Regions from separate parts of the Mus musculus genome. Here region 2 is linked to region 1. The links are chromatin contacts, called in public HiChIP or PLAC-seq maps. All regions are on one chromosome and are shown on one strand. The core of a region is the stretch at or near the end of the contact, and the rest is flanking DNA. Distances in the headings are between cores, read along the strand shown. Region 1 has its middle 96 kb from the start of Gm36631. Region 2 holds the start of Atp11c (ATPase, class VI, type 11C).

Region 1 (3,658 bases), core at 300-2,799:
TACTCATTTTGAAACCATAAATGGTCAATTATAACCTTACTCACTAATAATTTCAGGTGGCACTCTCCTGACAAGGAAGGATGATTCTCTGCCTGTGATAGGACTACTTTATAGTAGAGAATGGTGGGGGAGAAACACATAATCATTTATTGTTGTTTTTATTGCCCCTTAGGGTTTCCAATGTAATGATTCTGACATCATAGTAATGGATTACATTTTCTTCTACTCCTCATCAATAGATAAAGCCTATCACATAATGTCTTACAGTTCTCATCTCCTGCGAAATAATCAAAATGTATGTACATCTCTACACCCAGTGAAAAATAAGTAGGTCTGTGTGTGTGAGAGAGAGAGAGAGGCAGGGGGGAAAGGTGGGAGTTGGAGATGGAAAGGGAGAGGAATAAGAAAGGGGAGGAGAGAAGAGACAAGGAAGGGGAGAAAGATGAGAGAGTGGGAAATTTGGATTCAGGAAGTGACCTAGCTTGTATGGTCATGAAGAAGGCAGTCAACATGTTAAGTTCCAGCAAGAAAGCAGACATGGAAATGAGAATCAAGGTATATGGGGTTTAGATACTAATCAGTTCTCTAAAATCAGGATGTTTGCCACTATACAGTTCTAAGACCAGAAGAACCAGGACCAGTCAGGAGTCAAATGGCAGGAGGAAAATGTAGCCATCAGACTTCACTATGGTCTCAAGAAAAACCAGGTGAGGTAAGGTAAGCAGGATTAGAATTAGATGGTTTTAATCAGTTTAGGGGCTCAGTTTCAAGGGCTGTAATCTTAAAGTAATCCTGGGGTGATTAAGGCAGGAAATATTGCATGAGACTTTTTGACCTTTCAATAAAGGAGGTAGTTGGGCTATAGCTATAAGGAGGCACACCTGGCTTTGATTTTGTGTCTAGAAAATGGCCAATATTATAAGGGGACATCTTTCCAGAACCATCATGCCCTATGACATCAAAGTGTCGGGAAACAGAAGATACAGTTAATGACAGAACCTCAATTCCCTTATCTAAAGCAGGAGATAGCAATCACAGTGCTAGGTTATTTTGTAAGCAAATATCATTATCTCTAAGTTCAAGTCTCTCAGTTACCTTTCAGACCCACATAGAAATGATGCTGTTGGGTAAAAGCTCACAGGAAGGCCAGGCAGTGCTGGTGCATGCCTTTAATCACAGCACTTAGGAGGCAGAGGCAGAGGCAGAGGCAGAGGCAGAGGCAGAGGCAGAGGCAGAGGCAGAGGCAGAGGCAGAGGCAGAGGCAGAGGCAGAGGCAGAGGCAGAGGCAGAGGCAGAGGCAGAGGCAGGTGAGTCTCTGAGTTCAAGGAGAGCCTGGAGAGTCAGGTCCAGGACAGTCAGGACTGCACTGAAAACCCTGCTGCAACCCCCCACACACACACACCAAAAAACAAAACAAAACAAAACAAAACAAAACAAACCCTCACAGTAAAGCAGAACGTTATCCAAGCAGGTTTTCATAGCTACCACTTCACTGGGACTGTGTGTGCAACATTTACCATTCACTTCCCCATTACTGCTTCCTGTCAGTTCTCATCTCACTCAGCATTCCTGTGGAATCTAAGACTCTAACAATTAAAACCCTTTCTGAACAGAATGGCACCAGTGATGATTCCCGTTCTCCCTCTCTGGCTACTTCTCAGCCTCTTCTAAATGTATAATAGTGATAACAACAATAATAGTAATAATAGTGCGACAATGACAGACTTCTCAAAATTATCCTATTCAAGGCTACTGCTTAATGCTGTGCAAACCTTCTCCCCCAGGCTTCTTGTTCTTTAGAAAGGGGAATGTAGTTTCCTCAGTTCCTCCAACCAAAATCACCTCAGGGCATCAATCATCTGTCCTTCTCACACCCATTTCCAAACCACTAGCAAACCTTGAAATCACTTTAGAAATAGCTTCAGGAATTTAGCCCTGGGCCAGTGTTTAACTCTTTTAAACACTTTGGTGTAGGTAACTCTTTATTATGTAAATCTATTCTGTGCATTGTAATGCTGTAATCCAGGAGAGGCCAGTAGGACTCCTCACCCCACCCCTACCCCATCTCCAGAGCTTTAGAAATCAAATCTTTCCAAACATTGCCAAGTGTCCCTAGAGGTGTGGTTACTCGTGGGTGAGGACTGCTTCCCTAAACCAATCACTTCTCAGGACCTCGTGCAAGAGCTAGGGAGTTGGATAACTTTTCTTTGTCTTCCTAAATTTTGCCATCAGACAAGACAAGCATTCACTCTTTTAAAAGGGTAAAACACATATTACTGCCCTGTTTCAAAACCCTTGAAAAGATTGCATTGGATTCTTTCAAACCTTGGTGTCCTTATTCCTGAGAAGGCCCTACATGATCAAACCTTAGCTACAGCTTTCAACCCTGGATCTCTTGTCACTTTCCCCAACACTCTCCATACTTTCCCCTTCTTTGTTTGTTTGTTTGTTTGTTTTTTGTTCTCTTAGATTCTGTATGATCTCTGACCAGGCTCTTCTGTCTTTCATAGTCTCTGTTGAGAACTCTGATGTAATTCTGATAGATCTACTTGGCCCTTTTCCCTTGCATCTATTTTTTTAATTATTAAATATTTTCTTTATTTACATTTCAAATGTTATCCCCTTTCTTGGTTTTCCCTCTAAAAACTCGCTATTCCATCCTCCCTCCCCCTGCTCACCAACCATCCCACTCCTGCTTCCCTGTCCTGACATTCCCCTACACTGGGGCATGGAGCCTTCACAGGGCCAAGGGCCTCTCCTCCCATTGAGGTCCTACAATGCAAATGTTCAACATCCTTAGTCATCAGGGAAATGCAAATCAAAACAACTCTGAGATTCCACCTCACACCAGTCAGAATGGCTAAGATCAAAAACTCAGGTGGCAGCAGATGCTGGCTAGGATGTGGAGAAAGAAGAACACTCCCCCATTGCTGGTGGGATTGCAAGCTTGTACAACCACTCTGGAAATCAGTCTGGCGGTTCCTCAGAAAACTGGACATAGTACTACCTAAGGACCCAGCTATACCACTCCTGGGCATATACCCAAAAGATGCTCCAACATGTAATAAGGACACATGCTCCACTATGTTCATAGCAGCCTTATTTATAATAGCCAGAAACTAGAAAGAACCCAAATGTCCCTCAACAGAGGAAAGGATACCGAAAATGTGGTACATTTACACAATGAAGTGCTACCCAGCTATTAAAAACAATAGCTTCAAGCAATTCTTAGGCAAATGGATAGAACTAGAAAATATTATCCTGAGTAAGGTAACCCAATCACACAAAAACACACATGGTATACTGCTTTCTGATCCTAAAGTACAACAAGCAGTTTCTGAGCACAGATTCTTTGAACCTTCCCTGCTCCCTGCCAGGACTGTTCTTGAATTCACAGGGCCCCCTACAATGTTGAAGTTACAACTTAAGTACACCATCTTGCAAGTGACCTTCCCAAGCTGTAAGGCTAACCCTTTAAGGGACAGATCACAATCTGATATTGGATACTTCATGGTGTGCAGTCTCTACCAAAATGCCAGCCTCTAACATACACATCCTCACTAACTCTATCTCCAACACTGAGGCAAGTTCTCAGCATGCACCTTATGCTAAATAAGTGTAGTCTATTGCCTAAAATCATGCCCTACAGTCATGTGTT
Region 2 (3,658 bases), core at 511-3,010, 910 kb after region 1:
AGTGTCATGTGGAAAGGCTACCCTTTTGCTGAGCACTACAATTAGCTTTCGTGTCGCCTTTCCCTTTTTATCGCCCCAAAACAACACTTCCAAATCACGAGAGCCTATGTGAAACAGAACTAGGAGGTACAATGCTCTTTTACAGTCTCAGGCGAAATGTGAGAACAAATGTTAGTCACTTGCTTCAGCAAAGCATCCAACACAATCCACTGCCCATGGCTCTTGAGATCCTGCATGTACACACCGTTTCCTGCTCAGTGCCACAGGTAATAATTACCTCCACCTCCCTTTGCATGTTTCTGAGTGAAACAGACATCTGGCAAAACCTAAAAAGTATTAGTATACTGATATCCTAAAAGGGGATGCCTTAAGTGTGATTAAGCAGGGGACATTTGTGAAAGTTTCAGATATGGGGGGTGGGAAATGACAGCAAATTGTTCTGACCTATGAAAAATATGTCAGCAATGATTTAATTAGAAATGACTCCACAAAGTTACCAAATTGTCAAGTCCTTAAGTCTATCCTAAGACGGAATGGGGAAGCATTCTGCATTCTCCCCCTTAACTACAGGGAAAAAAATAAAAATTTTAGGATGATGGCTTTCTTTAATATCCGTGGCAGAAATAAAATCCTATTCCCTGACACCTCTTCTGGAAATTAGGGGAGTTGCTACAAACATCCTTTAAGTAAACTGCTCTACTTTACTCAGTTCTTAACATACCCTCTGAGTAAACAGGTTAATCCAAAAAGTCAATAGCAGCCAGAAATCGCTCCCTCCCAATCCCGTGCCACACTCCCCACAGAAATACAATTCCCTTTTCTGGGGGGCTTTAGAGGCGTGGAGAAGGTGGTCGGAGGAGTTCAGCTGCCGGGTGGATTCCAAGCCTGGAGCAGAGGGTGCTGCTCTGCGAGGCTTGAGCCCCAGGGTCTGTAAAGCTGGAACAGGCTCCCGCCGTCGCTGCTGGCCCCAGCCCATCGTGCCCACAGCCCTCGCTCTTTCTGTCACCCTCAAGGTGAGCTTGGAGGCTGAGTCCTCAAAGTTTGCCCAGTCTCTGGTCATCGGCCATGGCCCGGGCGAGGCTGAGCCCTGGTTTAGCCTCCGCTTCTCTCAGCCCCCTAGCTCTTCTTTTGGGCCACAGTGACAGGTCTAGGTTTACCTCCACGTGCTCGTGGCAGAGGAAACAAAAGAAAGCTTCCTCCCCGATAATTCAACGCCATCTTCCACTAATTGGGAAACTGAGCCCCCCGCCCCGGGGAGCCCCCCGCCCCGAGTTCCGCGCGTCTGTCACTCCGAGGCGATTCCCCAGGCTGGAGGCAGAGTTCCTCAGAGCCTCGGGGAACCTCAGCTGAAATGTCCCGGGGCAGGGGTGGGACGCCCGAGAGCCCCACCTGCCTCCCCACCCAGGCCACCCGGGGCGCCGGGTTTCCGCTAAAACGCAGAGGCGGGGGAGGGGGCTGGCGCGTCCCGCTCGTCCCCTCGCCCAGAGACTGCGAAGGAGCGGCGGGGGGCCAGCGAGCGGGCCACCGGGGTACGCGTGGAGCCGCGGCCAGTGTACTCACCAAACGGTTGAGGGTCCGGCGGAACATCGCGTCCGAGGCTGCGGGGTGCCAGGCTGGGCTCCGCTGGGCTGTCTGGGAAGGCGCCGTCCACAAAACACACTGCGGCGTGGGCCCGCGGCGCAAAGCGGACAGCTAGCTCGCCTGCCCTGTCGCCAGCCCGCTGCCGCCTGCCCTCCTGCCGCCTGCCCTCCTCGCCTCTGCGCGCCCCCGCCCCCGGCCGCCCAACCGCCCGCCCGCCCGCGCGCTCGCCGCCCCGCCCCGCCCCGCCCTCCCCGCGACCCGCCCCCAGCCCCGGCCCGCCCGCCTCGGGGGCGGCGGCCCCGTCGCTCCCCTTATCTGGCCCCAGCACCGCCCCGCGCTCCCGCCGCAGCCCGCCTCGCAGCGAGCCCGGCGCGCGGGGGAGGGATGGCGGACCGGCCGCTGCTCAGCCTGGCTCCCCGTCAGCGCCCGCCTCGGCACCCCGCGCCTCACGCTCGTCCTGCCGCTAAGCCCCCGGCCGAGTCCCCACTCGCCCGCTTCAGCGGTCGCCCGTCTCGGGCGTCCCCGCGCCTCGCCTGGCAGGACTCCCAGGGGTCTGTGAGGAGCCACGGTCTCCCTCACCCCGGCCCTAACTCGTCCGTTGGCGCCGCTTCGCTCGCAGTCCTTCCTCGGCCCCGCGCTTTCGCCCGCCCAGCACTTCTGGCTGAGGAGAGCCTCGGTGCGGCCCGCCTCGAGGCTTCCAGGCGTGCCCGCTTCCTGCCCGGGAGTGGCCGCTCTCTGAGGGACGACTCGGGACGAGCCGGGGACTAAGGGGACCCTGGCGCGGGCGGGCGGGCGCGGCGCGGGCGGCTGGAGTAGTTACAAAAGCCGCCCCCTCCAGGCGTCCCTCTTGGGTCCCACCTAAGCCGTCTTCACCTCGCAGTTGGGGTTGGGGCTTTGGGGCTTTGCGTTCCCTGTCGTCTGACTACCCCACCTAAGCCCGCTTACTTCCACTTTCTCTAGGAGGTTGTAAAGTCGGGCTTTGTGTCGTTGGTGCTGCGCAGCGGGGCGGGATTTCCCTGCCACCCTCTCCTTGATCGCCCGCCCTTTTCCACGCTCCTGGGGCACCCTGGGAGTTGTAGTCCAAGGGTTCGCTTGGACTGATATTGTGGGCTGGGAGCTCCCCCATATGCACGGCTCCAGTCAGTTCACAGGGTTGCAGAGGGAAGCTGCCCGAGGTTCTCCCTACCAGCTGCGTGCAGAAATCAGAAACACTGGGTAGATTCTTAGCTGTGGGAAATGTGATGAGGATAAATTACATAAAGCCCCGAATGCTGAAAGACTTTCCCAGAACTCAACATTTACGCCACAAGAAATCTTGCACGCCCTCAACTTGCTAACTTAACATTTGCATTTACAAAAGTTTAAAACTTAAAAATGAAAGCTTGGTCAAGTATTCCCTTGAACCTGGACAGTTCTCTCTGCTCCCACCCTTTTTTTCCACTACCTTCTGAGACCCGGCCCTAGGCTGTGAGCTGAGAACTTTCAAATTCTTCTATAAACATGTTGAAGAAGTAGGTAAAGGGAGCTCTTCTCTACGGAGAGGCGAGTTCTCTCAACAACCTGGAAAGGTTGGGCTCAGCTATTCCCTCGACCTAATGTGAACTCCTGAAGGGCTTTTATTGTGAGGCGGCTAGGGCACTACCACATTTTACCCCTTGAAGGATAGTTTGATTTCAGCATTTACTTGGGTGTTTTTTTTTTATTTGTGTGTTTGTTTGTTTCCTAGAAACTGGAAACAGCAATGTGTTAAAAGACCTCCCTAGTAGGCCGAAGTGAAGTTACAAACTACAAACACATAAAACCTACACATTTGAATGTAATGATTTCTAATGTCAAAGGAAACAGGGGAGAGGATAATGTCTTTACAAAGGATCCGGGGAAACTCCTGAAAACCATGCAATTTTCACTGGGCGAGACCTATAAACAGAGCTGCAGGAGATTAACCCAGGCCTAGGAATGTGGGAAGGCTTTGGAGGAGCCCAGGGAACAAAGTCCTGGGTAGAGAAGGAGAGGTCAGTTGAAAAGTACAGGGCAACCTACGAAAAAGAACACAGCCACTCTGTCAAGGCAGGAACCA

What was found. HiChIP or PLAC-seq counts read pairs in DNA pulled down with a chosen protein or histone mark.
Region 2: an H3K27ac HiChIP or PLAC-seq map of embryonic stem cells shows a contact between it and region 1, with 9 times the contacts expected there. The contact joins the promoter of Atp11c here to the enhancer-like site in region 1. A contact is called at or near these places in 4 of 39 promoter capture datasets (the C10 cell line, hippocampal neurons, liver and 1 more) and 2 of 115 datasets of contacts at active chromatin or transcription factors (embryonic stem cells and large pre-B cells).

What each region holds. Positions count from the first base shown.
Region 1 is chrX:59,491,627-59,495,284 of GRCm38.p6, forward strand. It overlaps a transcript of Fgf13 not described here. Among named protein-coding and RNA genes, the nearest start is that of Gm36631, 96 kb to the right of the region's middle. Within about 2 kb of position 1,550, at least 4 of the 459 cell types and tissues checked have an H3K27ac peak or open chromatin away from gene starts, as enhancers often do. A contact at or near this core is called in embryonic stem cells, where this site is marked.
Region 2 is chrX:60,402,245-60,405,902 of GRCm38.p6, forward strand. It overlaps Atp11c (ATPase, class VI, type 11C), which reads right to left and starts at 1,761. Exons shown (of 30, transcript NM_001037863.2): 1 at 1,561-1,761. The coding sequence starts at 1,587.